Linked DNA regions of Anser cygnoides: regions 1 and 3 are each linked to region 2. The links are chromatin contacts, called in public Hi-C maps. All regions are on one chromosome and are shown on one strand. Each heading gives the region's core, a stretch centred on a gene start, on an enhancer-like site or on the middle of the called end of the contact. The rest is flanking DNA. Distances are from core to core; before and after follow the strand shown.

Evidence for each region. Hi-C and Micro-C count contacts between places; a contact is called where the count stands out from the background.
Region 1: a Hi-C map of liver shows a contact between it and region 2, with 4 times the contacts expected there. The contact joins two enhancer-like sites. A contact is called at or near these places in 2 of 7 Hi-C or Micro-C datasets (both in liver).
Region 3: a contact with region 2 is called in a Hi-C map of liver, with 2.4 times the contacts expected there. The contact joins two enhancer-like sites. A contact is called at or near these places in 2 of 7 Hi-C or Micro-C datasets (both in liver).

What each region holds. Positions count from the first base shown.
Region 1 is chr2:152,965,147-152,967,972 of Taihu_goose_T2T_genome, reverse strand. No RefSeq gene overlaps it. Among named protein-coding and RNA genes, the nearest start is that of MYC, 200 kb to the left of the region's middle. Within about 2 kb of position 1,337, at least 1 of the 3 cell types and tissues checked has open chromatin away from gene starts, as enhancers often do. A contact at or near this core is called in liver, where this site is marked.
Region 2 is chr2:153,150,978-153,153,806 of Taihu_goose_T2T_genome, reverse strand. No RefSeq gene overlaps it. Among named protein-coding and RNA genes, the nearest start is that of MYC, 19 kb to the left of the region's middle. Within about 2 kb of position 1,371, at least 2 of the 3 cell types and tissues checked have open chromatin away from gene starts, as enhancers often do. A contact at or near this core is called in liver, where this site is marked.
Region 3 is chr2:152,984,488-152,987,391 of Taihu_goose_T2T_genome, reverse strand. No RefSeq gene overlaps it. Among named protein-coding and RNA genes, the nearest start is that of MYC, 190 kb to the left of the region's middle. Within about 2 kb of position 1,266, at least 1 of the 3 cell types and tissues checked has open chromatin away from gene starts, as enhancers often do. A contact at or near this core is called in liver, where this site is marked.

The DNA.
Region 1 (2,826 bases), core at 88-2,587, 190 kb after region 2:
CCTAAATCTTGCATAAACAATCCAATGCGGCTTTGAAACATAAACATCCACTGACAAATGAAACAGATTTCATTAGCCATTTCCTATATGATAGATATCCTGGTGTTATTAATGTCCTTCTAAGTAAACATTGACTGTATTAAAATGAATACTGAAAAGAAATCATTAAACAGTAGTATATTAACAGGAATGGCAACTCAGTTCATCTATCATGGGCAAATACTTTCTTGTGGTCAAAATCATCCGGAGATGAAAATAAATGTATAAAATATGCTGTATTTTCTCCTCACTTTTCACATTGTTGTGTCCCCCTTGAGCATTTTTGATAGTCAGAATAGTAAATGAAGAAATTAATTTTCTTTCTTCATTAGTTTTTCTACTCAGTGATGTCCATGCCACAGACTCCAAGCAGTCTCTGCCCTGAGGAGCATGCAGTTTACATAAGACAGAGAAACAGCTTTGGGAAATCCACAAAAAAAAGTATTAATAGTATTTTTTATTAGTGATTTGTACTTTACATATTACTATTTATGAAATTCTATCATGCTAAACTTCTTTAAACCCCTGGAGTGAGACTAACCACACTCCAAGGTGTGTTAATGTCTTCTGGCAGAAAATGTTTTCCTTAGCAATTCCCTTGTTATTTTTTTGCAATATTTTACGTAAAATCACGTACCCCTAAATATTTGAGGGAAGGAGAAACTGCACTGCATTTCTCAGTCTATGAGGGGGGTGAATTACAGCAAGACTGTGAGCCCAGGAGGTGAGGTGGCTGGCACGCCACCAGGACCGCGGAGAGGTGCGAGCAGCAGGTGCTGCTGGGCTGCCTGACCGTAGCTCCCCTGGCCAGGTTGTGCAACCTCCTCCTTTCCCCCAGCCCCCAGGAAGGCTGGCAGCACTTTGCCACATCCTGGGGTGCTGTGAGAGTGAATGCACTGGCAAGCTCTCAAATACTTTTCGTAACAACAAATAATTGCTCATATGGCTAAGGCCACAGAGTACCCCTCAAATCTTCCTTGAGTTCAGCTATCCTGGCAAATCCATGTCATTCAGCACGCTTCGCCCGGTATGCGTGTTGTTTAGCTTTGCTATTTTTAAGTATGTAGTCATACTTGGAGCTTTTGCTTAGGTCAGAGTCCCTCAGCCCTGGATATTGGACCCTACAGATATATCTGCAGTCCTGAGCAGCTCTGGCAGCAGACGTGGTCAGGTGTCCTGGGCAAGACCTTCAGGGTGTATACTGTACAGACTTCCTGGGAAAAAACAGCTGAAAAGACCCAAATTCAAACCCATTAAGCAACAGCAAGGAGTGTTATCTGGAGAAACCTCACGTGGAAATAGCAGTTTGCCAAATAATCTGCCTCAGTTTCTAAGGTGCTTTTACCTGGAGAAGCAGTCACACATCTAGTCCTTATTTCTAGTAAGACCTGAGTTTGACCGGGTAAAAACCACAGATTTTGCCCCTGCCATTGACAATAGCTGGGTTCACAAAGAACTTCATATGTCATTTACAACAGATTAGGTATTATGGCAATAGCCACACTTGTTACCGACTCTGTTGTACTTTTACCCTCCTACTATAAATGGGACCTTTGTTTGATCTATGACTAAAGTGCAATGAAATTGCAGTTCAGTGGATATCACTTTGCCAGGACTGACCGGATGTTTGTGTTCTGTTAAACATGAATAAATATTGATAGTCCTAATCCTAAAAATCACAACTGCAATAAAAATAAACAGTACGACTCTGTTGTTAATGAGCTTTTGAAGATCAGTTTATATTATTCAGGTAAAACCAGCTTCCCTGTATACATTGTCTTTCTGCAATTACTAGTCCTGGCTTTCATTTTACTTTATTTCCTATGAAACACAGTGAGAAACAGTGTAATGTCCTACAAAGAAAATGCATTTAAATTGTAATAATTTGCATTTAAATACAACGACAACTCTGTCTTTCCTTGTCCTAGTCTTGCTGTGCCATTCACACCTGTTAATTTAATAGCTGGGATCCTCCGTCACAGTGAATTACAAAGAAGATATTGCACGCAAGGACCAGCAAGAGGCCTTAAATTGCACCTGTTTCAGCAGAAGGTCCTGTGGGGTGCATTCCTTAGCTTAACTTGGCTTTAATGGTATGGCTGCAGTGGAAGACTAAGAGGATCCAGGAAGATGTGTTGTGATACGAGCTGTACAAACTTTCCCCTTAGGAGTGTGTCAGGGTGACAGTTTCATGACATGTATCCAGCTAATGCAGATTTAGTAGGAATATGCTGCCTTCCTTGGAGAGGCCATAAGTGCTGAGTACTGATTTTCCGAAGCCTGCCTCTGCAGCCCTCTATGCAGCTTCCTGGCCCACCCGAGAGCATGCTCTGGGGCTGCACTTCTCTGGAAAGCTGCAAGCAGAGCCAGATGCCTACAATGGAGGGCATTCAGGAAGCTCTTGCACAACAGGCTAGAAGTCTGCAGCAGGGACATCTCAAAAACAGGCAGCAAATTTCAGCTCCTGACTGTTGTGTAGTTGTGCACCCCTGGTCAGGTTTGGGACCTGCTGCTTCATGTATGGACAACGTGTCATGTTGATGGCACTAGACGGGTAATATCTGATTTGATGGACAATGAGTTGTTACCAACAAACTTTTGTTTGGAGAGGAGAACTACATTTTGTGACAACAACCTTGAAGGATTGCCAAGATCTCACAGAAAGTCAGCTCTTTGGCATCCTGTGAATATTTTGGCGGCGCAGTACAAATGACGTTGTGACATAAGCAAGCAAGGGACTTTTAACAAGGATTGGCCATTACAAGAAATGACACAGATCAGGGCCAT
Region 2 (2,829 bases), core at 122-2,621:
CACAGTTGGAAATTCAAAGCTGGGCCCCTCCCCAGCTGCCTCTTTCACATCCCTTTCTCCCCTCCTCTCAACATCATTGGCACCACTCCCTTTGAAGGTGGACATTGTGATAAGGTTTAGGAGATTGCTTCCCGTTAGGAGGAGGTCACACGGACCCTGCATGTCTGAGGGCTATCTGCTGCCTCTGAAATGGACATGGGGCAGTAACTTCTAGCAGAAAGACAAGGTTAGGTTACTTCAGCATGGAGTTGCCACAGCTTATGAATCAGAGCCTGCAAATACATGCATAAACACTAATTAAACACAATTTAAAAGTGTCTGATATTTATCAAGCTTCATTTAGTTAGGGATCAAAATTATGTTATTGATTAACTACTGAGTTAAGCTACATTTGTGTCATCCTCTAAACCAAACTAAAGAATATCTACCTAAAGGAACTAAATCAATTCTTAGTCAACTTAAGAAAACATTTGATTTAGTGCCACTTATATGTATCCCAGAAAACACAAGTTTGCACTTAAATTATGTCTGAACTGAACTTTCAGAATTTGAATTCACTGCATAACTCAGTTCTTCTGAAAGTCAGAGTTTAGATACTTGGATCTGGCACTTTTCTTCCATCCCTTCAAGAAACAGGAGCCAGCAGTCTGCTTGCTCAGCAGTTTGCAGGGAGTTTTCCAAATCTGGCCAGATGAGGGGGGAGCATCAATGATATCATTGTCAGATTATGTTATAATAGTCGTTTGAAAATGCCTTCAGAGGAACAGAATACAATAGAAATGCTGGAGCAGAGTGGGAATTACAGACCTGGGACTGGGATCTATTGGAAGATACCCAGTATTAGCAGCTTCACGGGAAGGTTACAGCAGACCGTTAGGAGACAATCAATCTCTGTGCAAATGCTGCCTAAATCCCCATAAATTCAGGGATAATTTATACCAGCAAGCATAAGAGGGTTAACTGGGAATATAAAGTATTTTCTAGAGAGGACAAAAAAATAATAACGGCATTTTTTTTTTCCTCAATGACTCCATCTTGCTCTTTGGCACTGTTTCTGTTTTAAATAGGAAAATATTAGCTGTGGACCTGCTGCTACTGCTAATTTTAAAATTAATAGCTCTTTTTTTTTTTTTTTTTTTCCAAGTAGGAACTTTTAACTTCTCAGTAGTCGGTGAGTTATGCGGACCTTGGAGCCAACTGGAGTCTCACTATTTATGCTATGGTAGAGGCTAGAGATCATAATCAGTCTTCCAGGTGCTGTATAGAGAGACAGTCTGCTCCAAATAGCCTCAAAATAGGTGAGGGGTGGAGGGGAGACAACAAAAAGATAGGGGAAAACAGTGTGAGTTCAGGCTGCCAAGCAGGTCGGAGCTGGGAGCGGAAGAACTGACTTCTCTCCTGCATCCTCCATTGCCCTGTGCTCCAGGAGGGGTTTTCCACTGTTTTCCTGGGTGTTGTCTTTGCGTAGTTCAAGCTGATTTCTAACTCATGGCTCTGACATGCCCAAAACTCAGCCGACAGCCTCTTTTCTATGTGTATGTATCCATGTGTGTGCGTGCATGTGTGTGTAGATCCCCTTGGAGATGCCGACCCCGTGAAACAGAAATGCTGCCAGGATTTTCTCTAATGGTACAAAGGACACTACTACAAAAAGTCCTGCTGCTATTTTTATCCTTCATCCAGCTGCCCTCCGTATCTTTCTGTTTGTATTTTCCTCTTTTAGTAGACAAACCTTATCAGCAGGTGAAAGGTGGGGGCTGGATCTGGGAATAAACACCTCAATAAAGCTGACTGCAGAGCTTTAGGTTGGCTGCGGGGGTGGCAGTGGGGAATTCTTCCTCCAGAGCCTAACTTTGACCATAAACTCTAGTTCCACTTAGTAACCTAAATTGCCTCAATTTTGTCCAGCTTCCCCACTTCACTCGTATAAAGAGCGATAAAGGAAGACAAGGGTGAAATAACCTCTAAATAAAAGATGAGGTAATTTTGAAGGCACATTAGACTTTTATGTGTATTATGGCTTTTTATATAAGCCCACTGAGGGCTGCAGCATCTCCAGTATGGAGCTGTCACCTGGTGTTTTCCTCTTTATGGCAGTTTGCATAAAATGGAAGCGCCTCTGATGCAAATTGCTCAGAATTCCTTGCTGACTTTCTGGGGTGGGGAGGGAGGTGCACTGAGGGAGACGGTTTTGTTGTTGTTGTCTTCCCTTTTCCTCCAACATTAGCCATCCTTCTCAAAGGAAATAGAAAGGAACCATCTGCATACATATCAAAGATCTCACTGAGCTGAAAGAAGGTGTTGCCCAAGCAATCTGCTGAACTGAATGTACTGGGATTGATGTGGGTGAAATTCTGGCTGAAATTCAGCAGTTGGTGTTATACTGCCTGGATGATCCGAAACATCTGAACCATTCATAGTGAGATTAGTGCCGGTATGGATGCTATAAAATTCCACAAGTGTAAAAGTCTATTGGTCTGATATCTTACAAGTTTTAGAGTTTCATTTTACATTGGCTGAAAGAGAATATTTTTTGCAAGGATTGCTGACTAGGGAATCTCTAATTTGCCTCTTTTCTCCTTCCTTTTCTCTCTTGGTTGGAGAAGGAGCTGATGTGCTTGTGGCAAAGAAGAGTGTGAAGCTCTGGCATAGGGCAAAGAGGCCAAATGCAGTGAAAGCATGCTGCTAGCCATGGTATGAACTACTCTGCAGGCCAGGCTATGCTTCTGCTCCTCTCTCCTTTCCCTGAAGGGCACAGGGTAGAAGAGATTAGCTGTGTCACCTTTGATGGAAATCAACTTGCTTGAAGGGAATCCCTGGAAGGTCTAA
Region 3 (2,904 bases), core at 17-2,516, 170 kb after region 2:
TATCTGGATTATGGGGAAGCCCCTGCTGCATGTTGGATTGCTGGGACACAAGGTAAAGAGAACGGGAAAGTATTCTCATGGGTTTTCTTGGCTTAGTTGTCTCCCAGGAAACTTCACACAAAGACCCTCCGAAATTGTAGGTTGACGTGAAACTGTTTTGAAACTGTTTTTTTTTTTTTTTTTTTTTTTAAACCTTTGGTAAATCAAAGGTAAAATTAATTAATTATTTTGCTTATTCTGGAACAATTATTCTGGGAAGGAAATTAATACAAACTCACATTTAACTCTACATTTTTTTTAACTTAAAGCCCTCACTTAAGATATTTTGAGAAGGGTTGATACCCTTTCTAATTATAGTAAAGCAGGGATTTGAAATCTGATATCTCATTTTGTGAGTGAACACAGGTCTGTAGGTATTCTGGGCTGGTGCCTTCTTATCCACTCCTATTGAAGTGCTTTTATTTTATATCAACCTATAAGTATTCATTTACAATTATGTACACATACATTTATGTTGAAGACACAAGCATAGCCTGCCTTAAGGGCACTCACCTGGAAGTGGTACCTGTGGGTTCCAGTGACTCTTCGAGTGACTTAAACATAAAAAAGTACCACTTCAGAAAGAGCGGTAAACTTCTCAGTCAGCACCTCTTCTGAGAAAGAAAAAGTCTTTGATTCAGGTAAATTCTAAGCAGAGTGAAGAGGAGATACGAACATGTGCCTTCTGCATTGCAATAGGCTACCTTACCGTGGAGATGCTAGAAAAGGAGACTGCAGACCTCACTGCGAGGTAGTTGTGTGAACAGTGCCAATGTCACCTTGTTTCTCCTCCCCACTCTGAATCAAAATAGTCTGATTTAGCAATTTCAAAATGAACTTATTTGACACTGATGAACAGTTAGTTGTTCTTTGACTTTTCTATTTATCACACTTCTGTGTTTCATGAAGAGGTCATCTGAACTATGTGTTGGGACAAATAAACAGCTGCACCCAACACTCTGCAAATTAGAATTAACTTTGTCCTTGTCTATCGTAATAGCCAGTATTTTTTCTTTAAAGCTTCATGGCACGACATTTTTTGTTTCATTCTGGTGAGATCACTGAGACTGGGTTGAGAAAGACGTGGATGAAGGAGAATCTTCTACCTCAAAGCCTGGTGTAACTCTCCACAGAGAATTTTGTTTTATTTCTCTGACTTGGCTGCAGTGAGAATTTGGGATAGCTGAGAGAAAGCAGGTGAGAAACCATATACAACCTGCTTTTCATCTTATTCCTCAGATTCTTGACTGAGTTTGTCTTTTCATTTAATATTGCAAGATGTATTCCTGAAATAAAGAACACATATAGAAAGCAAACACGATGGAGTCAGTTAATAATTAAACGACAATGTGAAATACACCCATAGAGAAATCTAACTGATATCACAAGTCTTACATATTTGATAATTGCACAGGCAAGCTTTGTTTAATGAGTGGTGATACTTGAAAAAAAAAAATCATGTTAGGAATTGTTGTGAAAGGTTTTATTTTAATAAAAGAATGTATGATCACACAAGCTCTTATATCATATCCTTTCCCACACAGACTCTTGCATACTTCTGGCAAAAGCACTAGCTGTTTACATTTTCTTTGTTTTCACTCCAGCAGCGTGTGACTAATCCTTGAATGCAAGCATTTAGGTTGCACTCTGTCAAAAATGGTATTGGAGGGCTTTACTGTTTGTTGAAAAGATGGGGAATAAGAGAAAATCACTTCCTCTGAAATGTAGCATAAATAGAGGAACACCAGAGCAGCTGTACAGGGTCAGCCGAAAGGGCCCTCTAGCCCAGCATCCTGTCTCTGAGGGTGGATAGGAGGAAAAGTATAGGCTACAGAAGAGAGTAAGAACAGGGTAAGTATGCAGCAATCCCTCCATTCTGTCTTCTTAAAGGGATTTGTGGCTTAGGCATTCCCAGAGTTAGAAATAGTGTCAGTGTTTAGACATGAGTAAAGAGTACTTTTTGAACATGAAAGTTCATACTAGCACCAATACTGACTCTATTGGGCTTGTTTTCTAAAAGTTTGTCTGTTCTACAACCATTCATTACTCCATTGTTATGTTTCAGTTTCAAGCCCTTGCAATGACCTGATGTTAGCTTAGTTTATCAGGAAAAAAAAAAAAGGTGGCTGAATTTATCCACTAGATTAATAGCCTCTTGCTATAGCATAGCCCTAGGTGTGAATTAGAGTTGAAGACGAGGAAAACCCTTGCTATTTCAAAACCAAAACACAAGTTTTGTATTCCTTATGGGCTAGAAAGCTTAAAAAAAAAAAAAAGTAGCATTTTTCATGCTCTGTTTTAAAGAATTGAAATATATTAAAAAAAAAAATCATATATGAATACATATGCTGAACTTACTAACTTCATAATGCCTTTCAGGGCTTCTACGCTCCTAGTTCCCTGCTAGTCCTGGAGACTGGTCTCTCTCAGGGTGCCTCAAAAGTTTCCGAAGAAATTTCAGCTTGTCAGGACCTCTCCTTTTCTTTAGTGTTGCTGGCACCCAAAACCTTGAGTGCCTCAGAAGAGTGTGGTCTCCCAGAGCTGCCAGGCTGGTGGCAGTCTGAATGCTCGATGGTCCCAAATCCAGGCAGAACAACCACCAGAGCTGTCTCCCCCACATATGCATCTCAGAAAATCCACTGTCTATCCTCCTGCCAAGGAGAATGGTAGGCGAGCAAAGCCTTCACTTTCAGATCTGTGTATTAATCAGTGGATTTCCACAAACATTTGGGTTCTGGCATCTTTATACCAACAATGCTTACCCTCAGACGAGGCTCCACCATCTCCTTCAGAAGGCTTCATTTTCTAAAAAGGATTCTAAATTTGAGCCTCTTGTTCTGTGAGCCATTTGAAGACACATGAATG